Linked DNA regions of Mus musculus: regions 2, 3 and 4 are each linked to region 1. The links are chromatin contacts, called in public ChIA-PET and HiChIP or PLAC-seq maps. All regions are on one chromosome and are shown on one strand. The core of a region is the stretch at or near the end of the contact, and the rest is flanking DNA. Distances in the headings are between cores, read along the strand shown.

What was found. ChIA-PET counts read pairs in DNA pulled down with a chosen protein or histone mark. HiChIP or PLAC-seq counts read pairs in DNA pulled down with a chosen protein or histone mark.
Region 2: a contact with region 1 is called in an RNA polymerase II ChIA-PET map of memory CD8 T cells, with 8 read pairs. The contact joins the enhancer-like site here to the promoter of Tank in region 1. A contact is called at or near these places in 4 of 39 promoter capture datasets (the 3T3-L1 cell line, liver and pre-B cells) and 6 of 115 datasets of contacts at active chromatin or transcription factors (the 230-238 cell line, bone marrow-derived macrophages, extraembryonic endoderm stem cells and 3 more).
Region 3: an RNA polymerase II ChIA-PET map of memory CD8 T cells shows a contact between it and region 1, with 10 read pairs. The contact joins the enhancer-like site here to the promoter of Tank in region 1. A contact is called at or near these places in 6 of 39 promoter capture datasets (the 3T3-L1 cell line, 3T3-L1-derived adipocytes, the C10 cell line and 2 more), 1 of 484 Hi-C or Micro-C datasets (B cells), 1 of 115 datasets of contacts at active chromatin or transcription factors (memory CD8 T cells) and 2 of 9 other capture datasets (adipose tissue and pancreatic islet).
Region 4: an H3K4me3 HiChIP or PLAC-seq map of bone marrow-derived macrophages shows a contact between it and region 1, with 2.8 times the contacts expected there. The contact joins the enhancer-like site here to the promoter of Tank in region 1. A contact is called at or near these places in 4 of 39 promoter capture datasets (the 3T3-L1 cell line, liver and stem cell-derived epiblast-like cells), 1 of 484 Hi-C or Micro-C datasets (B cells) and 4 of 115 datasets of contacts at active chromatin or transcription factors (acute myeloid leukemia, bone marrow-derived macrophages, large pre-B cells and 1 more).

The regions. Positions count from the first base shown.
Region 1 is chr2:61,591,059-61,595,143 of GRCm38.p6, forward strand. Tank (TRAF family member-associated Nf-kappa B activator) reads left to right here and starts at 2,039. Exons shown (of 8, transcript NM_001164072.1): 1 at 2,039-2,150.
Region 2 is chr2:60,748,107-60,752,191 of GRCm38.p6, forward strand. It overlaps Rbms1 (RNA binding motif, single stranded interacting protein 1), which reads right to left. Exons shown (of 14, transcript NM_001141931.1): 14 at 3,847-4,085. Among named protein-coding and RNA genes, the nearest start is that of Gm33436, 58 kb to the left of the region's middle. Within about 2 kb of position 2,060, at least 26 of the 459 cell types and tissues checked have an H3K27ac peak or open chromatin away from gene starts, as enhancers often do. A contact at or near this core is called in memory CD8 T cells, where this site is marked.
Region 3 is chr2:60,868,349-60,872,433 of GRCm38.p6, forward strand. The region is part of intron 1 of Rbms1 (RNA binding motif, single stranded interacting protein 1); the gene reads right to left. Among named protein-coding and RNA genes, the nearest start is that of Rbms1, 11 kb to the right of the region's middle. Within about 2 kb of position 2,308, at least 124 of the 459 cell types and tissues checked have an H3K27ac peak or open chromatin away from gene starts, as enhancers often do. A contact at or near this core is called in adipose tissue and memory CD8 T cells, where this site is marked.
Region 4 is chr2:60,908,395-60,912,479 of GRCm38.p6, forward strand. It overlaps a transcript of Rbms1 not described here. Among named protein-coding and RNA genes, the nearest start is that of Rbms1, 29 kb to the left of the region's middle. Within about 2 kb of position 2,232, at least 62 of the 459 cell types and tissues checked have an H3K27ac peak or open chromatin away from gene starts, as enhancers often do. A contact at or near this core is called in acute myeloid leukemia, bone marrow-derived macrophages and liver, where this site is marked.

The sequences.
Region 1 (4,085 bases), core at 789-3,288:
AGCCTTGTGTTCTTAATGTATTATTAATTCTATAATTTTAACAAGGAATTTCTAAAGCAGCTTCAAGTGTACTCAAAACCAATGCTGAATGAACTAGATTTCATTAAAATGTGAAATTTCTACTCTTCCAAAGATATTATCAGGAGGCCCGTGGCCTCTCATGCCCTTAATTCTAGTACCAAGGAAACATGAACAAGCAGATGTTTGTGAGTTCAAGGCCAGCCTGGTTACATAGAAATTTCCTGGCTATCTAGACCTGTTTAAAAAACAACTAATATAAGCATATGCAAAGAAAGGCCATGTGCCCTTAAAGAAAACACTTCCTCTCCCAGAAGTCATCAGTTAAATCAATCAAGACACAATTGCCTGTTAGAACAACCAAAATCTAGAATACTAAAAACACTGAATGAGGACTGGCACAGACAGAAACTTTCCTTCATTACTGCGCTAACAAAATAGATACACACTTACCATCTTTCATATTCTTTGCATCTGCCTTAAGGAGTTGATAATTTATTTTTTCCTCATGAAAATTAGAACATTGTTCTTGCTAGCAGTTTTTTCCACCTCAGCACTGAGGATGAAGATGAGGAACATGCTGGAAGTTTCTAGACCTTTCTCTCAATTTACTTTGCATCTAACCCTGCTCTAGAGAAAACAAGTCATTTTGTTTTATTTTAATATGAGCAGTGCTGTGTCACAATTAACTTGATGACTTAGTGGGAAAAAGTGTTTACTTGATCTAAATGTTATAGGTGGGAAGTTCTGCTTGTTAAAATTTTGAGTAATATTTTATAATATTTTTTAAAGAATCATATAATGTGTTTGTTCTATTTTTCCTTTAGAAATATATTATAATGCATATATGTCTGGGTGAGGGTATAGGATCCCCTGGAACCAGAGTTACAGACAGTTGTGAACTGCCATGTGTGTGCTGGGAATTAAACGGGGGTCTTCTGGAAGAGCAATCATGTGTTTAACCTCTGAGCCATCTTTCCAGCCCCACAATGTTCTGACCATATCCCCCTCAACTCCTCCTAGATCCATCCCCTCTCCCAACCTTATGACCTCCACCTCCCACCCCAAGTGACCACAAAGTCCAGTTTGTGCTGCCTGTATAAATTCAGACATAGTATCATCTACTGAAGCATGAGACACACCCTAAATAAAACTGGCCTCCTCCCCTCAAGTCCACCCACTGCCCTTAGCTCCTCACAGATACTGGTTTGACATATGGGCTTGTGAACCCCACCCACCACTGTGGTAGCAGGTTGATTGGTTGGATCTTGCTTAGGTTTTCTGTGAGCAACCGCAGCTGATGAAAGTTTTTTAATAGTTTTAAACGATGGTTTGAATTTTAAAATTTGCCCCAAATATTCAAGCTAACGGTTAGAACCAGACAAGTGTTTGAATCTTTGAACTAAAGAGAAAATGGGGCAGCCAGAACCCAACTCTCTTGTTCTAACACGGAAAAGATGTTTTTCTCACTGCGTCCATCTGAAATTTCTCTCTCAGCTATCATTCAAGCATGTCTGGATAAAATAATGAGAAACTTTTAATCCCCGAGAAATTTACTAGAAATTGAATTTTTTTTAGCAAGTATATCCATTGGAAAGTATTACTAGTGGGAGGAAACACCGAGTGTATATGTAATATTTCTCAAGTTGTGGACTTTAACTCAATTATATTCGCATAAGGATCTGGTGAAAACTGTAATTTCCTGGGCCTTCCCCTACCTGCTCTAAACAGGAATTTCACAATATATCAAGTTTTTCTGAGTGGTTCTCTAACCTACATATAAGGTAATATTAGAAGTAGTTATTTACTGTTTGCTCAAAATTCTAGCTAAGACACTGAAGTGACCTTTAAACAAATGACTTATGTTTAGGGTTCTCTTACTGTCAGATGCTATTTCCTGTATGGCCCCGGGCCTCCAAGGAGCTTGGCGGGGCGGGGCTTTGTGGGCGGGGCTTTCCTGCAGAGGCGGGACGTGGGGCGGGGCTGGCCCTGAGGATGGAAGGTGAAGCGTTAATGACTCAGAGCGCAGTCGCTGCCCTCTGAACTGGAACGGAAAGCTACTTCCGGTTGCAGTCATTCTGCCGGGCACCGGCGACCTGTGGCGTGAGCGAGCACAGCCGGAACCCTCCACTGTGAGTAAAAGCGGAGACAGGGAGTCTGGGTCGGCCGAGCCCGGGGACGCAGGGCTGGGGTGTGTGAGCGGGTGTGGGATGCGCTGCGCTGCACCGAAGTCTCCTCCGAGAAGTAGAGCTGCGGCCCCAGCGAGTTTACAGCGCGATTTTGAGCGAGAGAAAGCGCGGGTCCCTGTCCCCGAGCTGACCCTGTGGGGCTTTCCCGGCCCGTGACCTCAGCTCCGCGACGACAGTCCCCCACCCGTCGCGGCAGGGTGACTGCCGCTCTCCTCGCTGCTTCCCGGGGCTGGAAACGAGCGCGGCACGGCCTGCGGTGTTGGGGCGCCGGGGATCCCGGAGTCCTCGACTTCGCAGAAGCCGGTCGCCCCGGCGGTTATGCCCTCGAACACTTAATAGACTCTTTGTGTCTATCCCGGGAGTTGCACAATTCCCTTCTCTGCTTTCCTGTGGAGTGTCATCATAGTCTTGTCAATGAGAAGTTGGGTAACTTCCCCCTAGGAGTCCCGGAGAGAATGGGTGGCCAAGGCTCAAAGAGCAGAAGTAGCCATCCTCCTTCCCTGGTCACCCAGTCATTAGGTAGAGTCTCCACCGTCGTGTAAACTGAGTGGCAACGAGTTATACACCAAAAACAAGCAAGCAAGCAAACAAACGAGAAGAAAAAGAGCAATGCTTGTCCTGAAATCCGATCAAGGGGGAAGATGCTCGCTGTACCCCCAGAGGACTTAGGCTCTCTCACTATTAGGCTGGCTGTACAAAGCAGCCTTCTTGGGTGTCTTTTTCTCTCGCAGAAACTTTTGAGAAGTTAACATGAAGAAGAAACGATAAGCTAGAAAGTGAAGAGAGGTGGAGTAACACCCCGCCGTTTGCCCAGTAACAGAAAGACAAGCACCACCTTCTTGCGAAAAGCCATATTGTCCCCTTTGAGAGGGGCCGTGAACCCCTCAAATGATAAAGGAGAAAATGAAACCACCCCGCTAAAGCGTTTTCAATCATGTAAGACAAAGCCTTCCACATCTCTTAAAGGCGCCTACTCACGTTGTTTTGCTCCCCTATGGAAATGAGATCATTGCTTACTCTGTACACCCTCTTCTCTTGGCGTTGGTCACTTTTCCCAAGTTTGGATTTTTATGTCGTTTTTTTTTTCTTCCTTCCTTCCTTTCTTCTTTCTTTCTTTCTTTCTTTCTTTCTTTCTTTCTTTCTTTCTTTCTTTTCCTTTCTTAAAGGTACAGTTGTTGCCAGGCATGGTGGCTCATGCTTTTAATCCCAGAACTCAGGAGGAAGATACAGATATAGTAACCCTTCATGCTATGTGCCACATACTGTAAAGAACTATTAGTCATGTGGCTTTGCCTAGGTTTTGTATCCAAGATTATTGTCCTCTTGCAAATTATTGAGATAATTTCCTGTGCTATTTCATTTTAATACTTGACTCATTTTAAACATCTGAAGTTATTCTTGTACACTGTAGAAACATAATTATGAATTAGGTATCATAGGTTTTTTTTTTCAACGTAATAAAAACAAACATACCAGGAAGAGGAATTTTCATTTGAGGTATCGTCTCTATCAGAATGGCCTGTGAACTTGTCTGTGAGGTATTCTTTTATTGCTGGTTGATATGGGAGGATCCAGCCAGCTCTGAGTACTATGATCCCTGGGCAGGTGGGCCTAGACTTTATAAGAAAGAATGAGCAAGCTGGGAGAAGAAAACTGGGAAGTAGGCATCAACCTTCTGTGGTTTTTTGCTCCAGCTTCTTGCTTGAGTTTCTGCTCCAACTTCCCCCAGTGATGGGTTTTGAACTATGAGTTGTAAGATGGAGTGAACCCCTTCATTCTCAAGTTGCTTTTGGTCATAGTGTTCATCATAGCATCAGAAACAAAAGTACAAGTGGGTTAGGTGAGTAAGTTGACTTAGCAAGTAAAGGTGTCTGCCAC
Region 2 (4,085 bases), core at 810-3,309, 840 kb before region 1:
TGTTGGTTGTGTGTCCAAATTTAAACAGTCCCTAAGGGGCTAGGGAGCCTCACCTTTCTCCCACTGATATTGTATTTGTGCTCCCTTGGACATACAGAGGGCCTTCACTCATCAAGTCAAGGATGCTGGGGTACCGGGACTCTAGCACTCTGCAATGCCACCAAAGGCAGCAAGCACACACTAGAGAACTGTTGTATCCATACTTTTCCTTTTTCCAACCCACAGTTCAACCTTTCCACTTTGCCGACTAGAAGGTAATTTTGACACAAGCTAACCTCCCAGCAAACTTTGGCTTATCCACAGAAGTGCTGCCCCTTGTCTTTGTATACTAAGTCAACATGTAACTACGTCAAGTTCCATGTACATAGGTGTTCCTAAACTCCTGGAAATGGCTAGCCCATGTCCATCATTCTGCATGAGAATTAGAGAGTCCTCAATGAAATATTTAAGGGAAAAATACCTCTGCATTGCACATGCATGGACTATCTTCCTGTCATTATGAACGTTACAATATAACTGTTATTAGACAGCATTTTGTTGCATTAGGCATCACACAAGATCTAGCAATGACTCAAACTATATAGGCAGTTATATGCAAATATTTATTTATTCATTCATTTAATTTATGAGTACACTGTAGCTCTCTTCCATTACACCACAAGAGGGCCTCAGATCCCATTACAGATGTTGTGAGCCACCATGTGGTTGCTGGGGACTGAACTCAGGATCTCTGGGAAGAACAGTCAGTGCTCTTAACCACTGAACCATCTCTAGCCCCCACAAATTTATTACTTAAGGGACTTAAGTATGTGTGGATCTTGGCATCTATGGAGTCTTAGGACCCATACCCCCTGTGGATACCAAGGGATGACTGTCTAATGTAGTCAGTTGGATACACAGGGAACGTGAGACCTTATTAGGTTAACAAAGCTTACGATGCCATGCAACTTAGTGATTCCTCTGGCTTCTGCTGTTATTCATAGGGAAGGGCACATAGGTATGTAGTTAGTAAGCGTGGTGGCATCTATTCCTTAAGTTCCGAAATGCCCTTTTTGTCTGAAGCCATGCTCCGCCTGGGATGTGGCATCCTTTGTCTCTGAAGCATTGCTCAGCATCAAGGGGACATATTTCCTCTGCTCAAGAAGCCATCAAGAACTGGGTATAGGGTTTCTCAGCTGTTCCAAGTAAAGGGATCTACATGTCTCTTACCTAATTCAGACAGCACGCCACGGACCTCAGGAGTCATTCAGAAACGAGGGCCTGCGGGACGGTGCAGCGAGCTGACTGAATTTGATCTCTAGGGTCACACGGCAGAGACAGAACTTAACTTACACAAGTTGTCCCCTGACTCCCAAGTGTGCACTGTGGTTTATGAGCAGCCTTCCATCAAACATACACAGAGCAACTGAACAACTGAAAATAAGAAATGTAGTGGGAATTCTACCCTCCACTCTGGTCGAGTCAACTATATGGACAGTACCATATGAACTCCATTAAAACATTTACTCTACTTTGGGTAGGTGTCAATTTTTGGTATTATATGCCTTCAATAAAGCAAGTCAGGGAGGGAAAAGAGAGGTCCCATCCCCATCCCCCAAGTGCATCATGGGTGCCTCCAATTGTGAACAAAGAACCCACTTTTAAAAGGCTGTGGTTTAATATAAGGTTATTTTGACATATTAGTGCTGGCTGCAAATAGGAAAATGTCTTTATTTTGTTCCAAGCAATGGGTAATTAATGCAAGAGCACCACCTAGGATGTCTGAGGCCAAGGACTGTTGCCAATACCACAAAAGAACCAGAAGCTCCAAAGCAGACCATGAGTGGGGTAGTTCGGGCTGGACTTAGGGCCAGGTGATATGTAATAGATATCTAAGGTCATAGCACAGATTTAAACAAGTAGCAACACAGGAGTGGAAAGGTTTCTTATTTTTTTTCAAGAAAATGGAATTTTCTGTCCATATGGAATCTGACCTAATTTTCAACTCAATTCTGAACCAGCCTACTGAGCTGACGAGCGAGGTCAGAGGTGAGGTGACATTTTGATGTGTGACTTCCATCTACTTTCAAAAAACCGACAGGAAGAAGAAAGTTTCAGATGTTTTTATTCAAAGGTTCTCAAAAGAAATAAAACAGAAAAAGCTAACAATCTGATCAAATGTACAGTTCAAAAATGTCTTTTGGCGTTTAACAAGTCCTAGGAAAGAAAACTACAGAGTCATCTTGAACCGGTAAATAAGTCACCACTGGCAAGTATGTAGCACTAGTAGAACAAAAATAAAAAATTAACTCTCTTGATCATATAGATATCTCTATGAAAATCTTTTTTTTCAATCTGTACAAAAGGTCTTTCTTCATAAATTAATTTTTTTTATAATTTAATGGCTGTCTACTATGTGATGTTTAACTGACATTTTTTTTCTTTTATATGTACAGAGGTTGTTTCCCAAATCTGACCCAGACGAGTATGGCACTTAGTTCAGACATACCTAGCAGCAGATCTCCCCTCCCCTACTGACTGAGCTATCAACTTTCTGTCTTAACTAATGGAAAAAAATATCAAGTAGTGAGAGTCTTGGGCTGATCAACATACTCGATCCACGGAGGGTGTGCTGCCTTCAGTCTGGACTTCACAAAGCACAAGTTTTAGGGAGCATAAAACCAATAATACCACAACTTAAAAAAAACAAAAACAGAAACAAAACCAAAACCAAGAACAAGAACAAAAACAAAAAACCCCACATTTCTCTTATGACTATGTAATTTTCACTAGAATCTACACTTTCAGAGCAGCAAGGATTTTTGAAACTATGAAATGTCGCTGACATCTATCATCAAATACAAGCAATAAAATTTAAGAACTAAAAAATACTCAAAAGAAGTAACTGCTTAGCCCTAGCTCCTGAGCTAGGAGGATTTGGTCGGTGGAAACAGGGAGGGCCAGCAACCTGTCCCAGCACAAAAGAAAAATAGCCTCTGAGGTAGATAACTGATCACGTACAGCTGACCAGACAAGTACACAGTTTTGGAAGACAACTTAATTCACCATTGCTTTTGAAAACGTATGCAACTGCCTTAATAAAAAAGAGTGTTAATAACAGTGAGTTATCTTGTATGTACTAAAGTAGAAATAACTGTATTTATGAATCAGGAATTTCATAGTTTCAAAGTTGGTTTTCTTTCCACGCAAACACCTGTAGTGATGACGTCAGAGGGCGGCACTGCCTGGATTCAAATCTTCCTTCATGCTTGCTTTTTTTTTTTTTTTTTTTTAATTTTTAAATTTTTTAAATTTTGTCTCTGTGAGTCCATACATCAGTTAAAATTATAAAACCTAATGCGAAGGTACAAAAAAGGCACATTCTCCTAACCGCAAACTGGTCCGGCAAAAAAGAAAGGACAGACAGGATGTGACGCTGAGATAGGTGGAGCTGCTGGCTACTGGCTCGTCGGTCTTTGGTGAAGTTACCTTTAAAAGTGCCAAGTCATTTGTTTGTTTGTTTGTTTAGTTTTTCAAATTTACCTAATAGAGAATGAGAGTGAGAGAGGGGTGGGGGGAAGAGAGAGAGGGGGGTGGGGAGAAGGAGAGAGAGAGAGAGAGCTCGTAGCCAATCGTTTTCCTTCTGGTCATATCTCAGCTTAGGTTTGAAGAGAAATCCTTACTTTTAGCTTTCACCATCTAGTTTCAACAGCAACCCCATTTTCCCCCCCGCCATCGGTTTCTCAGATCTCAAGCGTGGTTCTCTTTCTAAAGCACTATGTTAGTATAAAGGACAAAACATTCGGTGACTCCCCTCCCCCGCCCCCCGCCCCCGCCCCATCCCCGCAGCTACCTACACTAAACCTAGAACATCGTTAAGTTTTATTTTTTTTTCTTCCTGAAAAAAAGGCAAAAAAGACTTTACATTGCATCATACAGCAGATATCCTAAATCAGTCACACTATTAGGGGAAACTGTTAGTGTACAGCCTTATAAACAATTTACCCTATTAAAAGTCCCCCCAGTCAGAAAATGTGTTTCACACAAAACAGTTTTCCCTCCTTGCACTTCACTACCTTACACGCTATGTGAAAAATCATTAAAAA
Region 3 (4,085 bases), core at 1,058-3,557, 720 kb before region 1:
CTAGAGTAAAGCAGGAAGAGGCTAACATCATGCAAATGTGCCTACCCACAGCCAATTAAATGGAAAAGACGAAACTAATCTTGAGAACAAAAGAATATTCATTAATAATTGTGTGTGGGTTTTCCAGATCACTGGTACTTTAAACTGGGTTGCTTTCCCAAGTCACAGTTATCCTGATTTAGTAGATGCTTGAAAAAGCAGTAATAGAAGAGATGGGGAAACCAGCCTTAAGAGAAAAGAAATTAAAAGCAAAAAGAGAAATGAAAGCTGACTTACAGTGGCTTCACTCAACACATGCCCACCACAGGACCAATCTGGTCACAGAGAGGCTTTCAAACACCTTTCATGAAAGTAATTCTGAAGATCCCTCAACCATTATTTAAAAAATACAGTCTTTACTAATGTTCATTATGATGGCTGTGGTGCAAGGATGCAGCCTAAGTGGAAACTAAAATGGTAAAAAACGGGATCTCACACGGTTGAGTCAAAAAGGTAAGCTTCCCAAGTTGGGAGACCTCACCGTTCCTGGATGGCTTTGGATGTTAGCTCTTTCGGGAGAAATTAAACCAGACACATGGCCAGATAATCTCTACGACCCCTTCCAACGCCAAATGTAAAGATTCCTTTAAAGCTAGTGTTGCTTAAACTGTTTCAAACATACTGTTAATAACGTAGGACTAAGGAGTCCCACGATCAAGTAATTCCAGAAAATGAATGAAATACATACACAACTGGATAAATATTTTCACTTGCAGAAGTTCAAAAACTTCTCCTCAGCTACGCTAAGCAGCGCGTGATACCGCCAACTTTCTCAACACTGAGTATCTTAATTCCTGGAACACGTTCAACATTTCATAGAATGAGAAAATCTCAGTGAACACAACTGGGAAGCAGCTTTAAGTAACAAAGTTCAGGAGCTTAGAACCAGATATCAAAATGCCTAACTGTGGAGCATCCACTCAAGAGCCCTTAGCATCTCTGCACTGTTCACAGGTCTGGGCAGTGCCGGCACAACACCGGTGTATAAATTCTCCAGTGAGGGCTGAATGGTTTTAGCCTTTCCTCACATTTTCTGACAATGATCGGAATGATGACAGTTCCTTCCACTGTTAGGATTACACAGCCTCCACACGTGTTTACATAAACTGACTTGTGAGGGGACACCTCACAAGGGAAGCAGGGACAAGTGAGAGCAGCTGTGTCAGATGGCACACATGAGTCCCCCTTCCACCTCAAGAATGTCAAGTAGCCATTCTCGTGAATTTTTGTGTTGAGAAAAGGAAGACCTAAGAAATGTTAAGAAATGTCCTCACAACCATACAACTAATGAGTTTGTTGAAAGCCAACTATCTCCACATCTTGTCTTTCAAAGCAACTTGGGATGCTTTCAAACAGTGTCAGTGAAATTTCTTAAACTGAAGTAAAGGGTCAGGTTAAAAAAAAAAAAACCCACAATAATCAGTTTGTGGTTCATTCTCTATGAAACAAGACTGGGTGCTGTGTATGATGGTGTAGGCCTAGAATTCCTGGACTTGGGAGGCTGCGAGAGAAAAATAGGATCACTTTAAAAATGGGGAAAATATAACAGAACTTGATTCATTCTAAAACTACTATAAGAGAAGCAACAGGATAGTAGAGGCCACCCACGTCCTCTGCCTGTACAAGGAAGACAGTACTGTTCTTTCATCTACTCCAACAAGGCCACCAGGCAAGATCAGGGTTTGTACCATGATTCCCACGCTGGAGACCTAGGGTGTGATAGTCTTACTATTACTACACTGTCAGTTTTGACCCTGCTTGTCAACCATACTTCAGGGCAGGCCCCATGCCTAACAGCACTTGGTCAGCATGAAAGGGCTCCTTAGACTCTTGTTTGTTTTTTAGTGTGCCTCTTTTGTTGTGTTTTAGTATTTTTGTCTTGTTTTCTTCTTTTTAATTGGTTTTAATTTTACTGTTTTGTTTTCCTTGTTTTGAAGTTAGGTGGGGAGGAGTTGGGGAGAGGGAAAGAATATAGTTAAAACATATTTTATTTTAAAAACTATGTTACTGAAATGACAGTTTTATTTTTTCTCTTTTTCACCCCCCAGACTTTTCTTTGCATCTGAAGGGAGCTGCCAGGCTCCTTATTCTGAACATGTCTGGCCTCCCTGAGTTATCTACCTCCTCCAGCACGCCTAACAATCAATGCTCAAGTTTTATACAGTTCTCACTTTACCAATGACAAACACCACACTAACCCATTCCTCAGAACCCAGCCCACTGACTGCTGAAGATCTCAGTGTCTGGCTGACTCAGACAGCTGGCCCTCCCAGCTCCCCTCCCAGCTCCCCTCCGCCCTGCCCTCCCCCCACTTACTCATCCTTTCTTCATCTGTTTTGGTGCTCACCAATTTCCCAAGAACTCTAAAGCCTCCTGTCAGGACTCCTTGAGACTGCAGTTCCGTCTCTGATGGTCTCCCGTCTGGTCTCTAGGAACTAAACACCCAACACCCCACTGACACCTCAGTGTCACAACTAACCCTAGCTGGCTCTGACATTCTCACATCTGGCTCCTTCCAATATAGGGCTAACACTTGCCTCAGTGGCTCTTAAGAGCAAAGCCTACCCCCACCAGCTCTTGAAAGGACCTCCAACAGATTAAAACAGTCAGGGCTGTCACTCTTCAACTGGGAGGGACTCTCTTTTTCTTCTGGTGCTTGACTTTCCGAAAGACACTCCCTCCTCACTCATCTCTTCTTTAAACCTTCTGGAATGTGCTTCCTCCTGCTCACTCCTCCTGCCCCATTGCACACACAGTGTTCTGTGGAAACCTCAGACCCACAGACACACATCGTGACCTCTCAACAGACAATTCCAGCTGCCTTTCACCAGCCTTTGTCTTCCATGACCTCTGGGCATCCTTTACTGGAGCCAACAAGCTCTCCTTGCAAGAGCTGCCGAGGCTCCGCATTCTTTCAGAGTTCTGGTATTTCTGTCACCTACTGTGTCAAAGGCCCAGCCTGCTCCTTCCTGGATGGTTAGAACTTACGCTCCACCACCCCCCCCCCCTTTGACACCCTGCTCCCTGGAATATCTTCTCTTACTCCCAAGACTTCTCTCCCTAGGCTTCAGTTCTATATTATAATGGCCTTCTGAACAAACTTGAGATCACAAGCGGTGGGGCCAAGTTAAAATGGTCAGGGCAAACACTCTGGCCTTCCCTGGGCTTCTTTCTCTTATGTGAGGATGAGCTGGCTGCTGGGAGATGCTTTAACCTGTGGCACTTTTGGTTGTTTGTTGTTTCTGTCTTTCAAGAAGGGATTTCTCTGTGTAGTCCTGGATGTCCTAGAACTCTCTCTGTAGACCAGGCTGTCCTCAAACACAAGAGGTCCACCTCCCTCCCCAGTATTGGCATTAAAGGTGCGCACCACCACACCGAGCTTCTGGGCCTTTCTTATTTCATAAATGCAACAGGAGGCTCTCTAGTCAGCCTGGTCTTCAGTGACATAACAATGACCAAAACAAACAAACAACAACCAAACACATTTGAGGCTTTTGAGATGGCCCAGTGGGAAAAGATACTTGCTGCCAAACCTGATTACCTGAGTTGGATCCCTGGGACCAACATGGTAGGAGGAGATCACATACACTCACATACACTCACACACACACACACACACACACACACACACACCAAGCAAACAAACAAACAAACACAAAAACTTTAAGTAAAAACATTGGCAGAATATGTTTTCCACACTGGAGAATATCACGTGACCATAAAAGAATAAATCTATGCACCCATGTGAGGCAGCCTTCACGCTGGCTTGAAGGCAACCCTCACAGAAGCACAGAAATGTATACAGCCCACTTCAGTTCTTACCTTGAAGTACAAAGACACATTAAAAACTGGATATTTCCCTTCAAGAAACTGCTGTGAACTCAGCAGGACGTTTGGCATTCCTGGTGTCTGGACAGAATGTCAGCCACAGAATTTAGCAATCCTACCCCTCCTTATTATAACATGTAAAAAATGTAGAAAATCTCTGTAATAGACCAGCTGAGCTGACCTTATCACTTAGCCCACTGATAAGCAAGCAAGCTACC
Region 4 (4,085 bases), core at 982-3,481, 680 kb before region 1:
GAGCTGTGTGATAAGGACTCAGAGCGCCGAATCATTTTAATCTCACAGTTTTTATGACCTCTCTATTTAAAGTCAATATTTTAACTGGCAGATGTCAAGATCCGCACAGATCTTGGATTAGAAATTCTGTTTAAACTGAGAAAAGGGCATACATTACTTCAACAAACTTTAATATGAGCATACTTTCCCAGTGGAAAAGAAGTCTGTAGTAAGGTTTTTTTTTTTTTTTTTTTTTTTTTTTTTTTTTTAAATAATGAAATATTCAATGCAAAATGTGTGGTCACCAATTCGCAAGAAGGGTTAATTGTCAGGTGATTCGAGCTGTTGTAAAGTCGATGTAAGCAAGCAAGTTAACAGATCAGCAAATAGGAGAAATGGCTTAGGAGATAAGCGTGCTTGCTGCTCTTGCAGAGGACTTGGGTTTGGCTCCCAACACTCATATGGTGGTTCATAGCCATCCTAACTCCAGTTTCAGGGAATTTAATGGCCTCTTCTTGCTCTCCAGGGCACCAGGTATGCAGGTGATGCACATATATAAAGTAGGCAAACATCCATACACATAAAATAAATAAATAAATCTAAGAGAACAAGCAAAAAAAAAAAAAACTTTTTTTTACAACCATCTCTAGGAAACACTATATACAAATTAAATTTTAAGGATTTAAAAGTTAGTCCAGTTGGCAGACTGGTCTATTCAATTGCCATCAATTTAACACATTTAACAAACAGTAAATATTTGCACTCTCTTCTCCTTGTTGCTTATTCAAAACACATGAGGTGAAAAGGAGACTCTGAAGAAGAGAAACAGTACCACATGGGTTGGAAAAGTAGGTCCTGTGACATTGCTGTCCATTATAATGTTGCTGTGATGCTGGGCACATACATATACAGTGACTGGGTATATAGTTAATGTGACTGGAGATCTGTGCATTTTATTTTAATTATTTTAAGTCCCAACAGTCACAAGTAGTTCATTCAATCCTTGAAAAAATGTAGAAGCAAACCATTGAATATGGCAAATATTTTATGACCACCAGAAATCTTGAATTCTTTTTATTTTATAATTATCTTCTAAAAAGACTTATCAGTCTGTCGTGAAAGGGAATTTCAATTGCAAAGAATCAAAGAACTGTCAATGAAAGGGAGACATGCAAAGGGTACCATAGTTCAAAGAAGGAGCCCAGTCCTGAGTCCTGTCGTCACTCTGTCTGTCAACAACCTTCCCAGAACAGACATTGAAAGGGGTTGAAATTCAGCCAACAAAGTTCAGCCTGACCCAGATTTTCTATAGAATTTGTAGAACTAAGCAGAGCAGGGAAACAAACAAACAAACAAACAAACAAACAAACTAGCTATTGCCAATCATCTCTAGAAATGACTAGACTTATTTTAAACCATTACTGTGGCTTAGTTAATAACTTGGTATATAGACCAGCTTGGCCTTGAACTCATATCTGCCTGTGTCTGCTTCCCGGGTGCCTCCATTAAAGGCCTGTGTCACCATATTTGGCTGCTATTAGAAATACTGTAATGAGATTAAGACCTTTGGAAAGGGAGTCATCTGTCTATTTACCTTTAAGTGTGTCTGTCCATCTGCCTATCTATCCATCCACCTATCCATTTATCTGTTTATCACCTATCTAAATAATTTGTTTCTCACTTTTTGCACATAGATACTTTGTCTGCCCAGTTATATCTTATATGTGGTCCTAAATAGTTTTTTTTTTCATTAAGCTTTATACATACCATCTGAGGTAAGCAGAGAATAAATTATTCTCGGTTTATTAAAACAAAGGTCTGAAGTTAGACAGCTTGCTAAAGGTGCCCAGAACATCAATACTATAACTTCTATCTTCCTTTCTTCAGAGAACTAAATATTTATGAGTTATAAAACACATTTTATAATTAGGAATGTCAGTTATTTGTACTTATCAAACCTTAGAGTAGTCTTTGTATTTGAAATTTTTCCATGTTAAAATTCTAGCTTAATTCATTAATTAACTAATTACTTAATTTGGATTTTTCAAGATGGGGCCTCACAGTGTAACCCTGGTTATCTTGGGACTTTCTATGCCAGCCTTATTTTTCCCTGCCAAAAAATTTACACTTGTTTTTTAAGACCATTCCTGAATATGAGAAAATGAACTTGTATCATTCCTCCAGGAAATAGGAGGGATTACAAGAAGAGGCCAACCAGGATCTGATGCCGCAATACCAGAAGAAGATCCTGGTCTAGACTAAATCAATTCTGTCTAAATTTGCTCCCAATTAAGAATGCATTCATCAAATTATCCAAAAGACTTAGTTACAAAACATAAATCAACATTCCATCACAGAAGCAAGCTATTATTTAATAAGTATAAATAACCAAAAGCAGGTTGGGGGAGGAGTTTTGATCAACATTATTTGGATTTAAAAAGTCCCCTGCGCAGTGCACCCACTAAGCAGGGTTGCATAATCTTCACGGCAGCAAGTTAAAATTAGCAGGTTCTCTAAAATGGTTAGGCAACACATGGAAATAGCTTGAATTGGTAATCTGCAAGCAGCCACTGTGGATTCCTTTCTTTCAGCCATGGGCACACCACTGCACCCGTATCAGCTGGTATGGTAGCCTGCTTTGACCAACAGAGTAAGTCACATGTGCCTGGCCGCTTTAACTCAGTATCTTGGAAGCCAGCCACGAGGCAAGAAATGAAGCCAGCAGAAGTGACACACACCAGACTACCTGTGTGAAGAGAGAGAAAAGCTAACAGCAAGGCAAGATAAGCCAGCTGTTAACAGTGAAATGGGCTTCTTAGTCCGGGCAAGTGCTCAGCTGTGTGCTAGTTTGCTTGCTTGCTTGCTTATTTGTGACAGGCAATTGCCATGTTGACCAGGCTGGCAGTGAACTCCCAGAATCAAGCAATTCTCCTGCTTCCGAATCCCATGAGGCGAGAAGTACAGGAGTGTATCACCATCACACGTAGCTTTGAACTGCTAACTGAATGTAGCTGAGTAAACTGGCTGAATGTAGCTCACAGGCACATCCCATCCAGTGCCCGCAAAACAGCCAGGCGCCGTCAAACTTCCCGATCGTGAGAAATACTAAATTACAACTGTTTCAAGCCACAAAGCTTTGAGTTGATTTGTTACCCCGTGTCTTTCTAAACGTCACTGCCCAACTTGCTTCCAAAGTTTTATTCTGAATGAAAGGGGCAACTAGGAAGATTGAGTGGTCCCGCTTCATTCACGTTTACGTGGGACTGAACACATCTCTGAGTGTCACGACCTGCAAAGCTCACCCTCCAGGTTTCTTGCTGCATTGGTCTCATCCTTATTCTCACTGGCAACTAAAGTAAATTAAATGGAAGCTAGGGGAGTAATGGGTTTCCGGAAGTGCTCGGGTTCCCGGAAGTGCACGGTTCCCGGAACTGCGTGGGTTCCGGGATGTACATTGGTGTCCGAAAGTGCATGCTTTCTAACACTTAGAAAGGCTGTGTTCAGCAAAGGAATTCTAAGCTTGGCTGGGATTTGAAGGTGGGAAGGGGTGGCTGGACAAACCTAGCCTCCAGGCTTTCCCATCCTGGAAGCCCATTCCAGAACTCACCTTTGCCCAACCCACAAGCTGCCTTTTATTTTCATGTCATGAATATTAATGCAGCTAGCTGTGGGAGGATTTTTCAAGGATTGTAAGCCTGGGTAGATCAGTGCTAGATTTACACCCCCATCTTGTTTGCTGTGGAGGAGATGGCTTTGTTTCCCTACCATGAAATTATGCTGGAAAAATATTTAAATAGATAAAGGTATAAGCATGGATATTATTTCTAAACGGAGAAATGGATTAGCTAGATGAACCGAAAATGGGAATTTTCTTTTTAAAAGGAGGTACTCTCTAAGCTTGCACTCAAGCTCTGGGGCTGTTCAGATGAGCAAAAGGAAGACTACACCTACATTTAAACAAACAGAATGGCGAATTGGCAGTGGGTGCTCTAAAGGCTACCCCCACAGCCCCCCAGAGTCCCACTGTATGCTGTTGGTGACACTGGGCTACTCCAATCCTGCCTGCTACAGTCTTATTTTTTACACAGCTTGCAGCCCCATTTGGG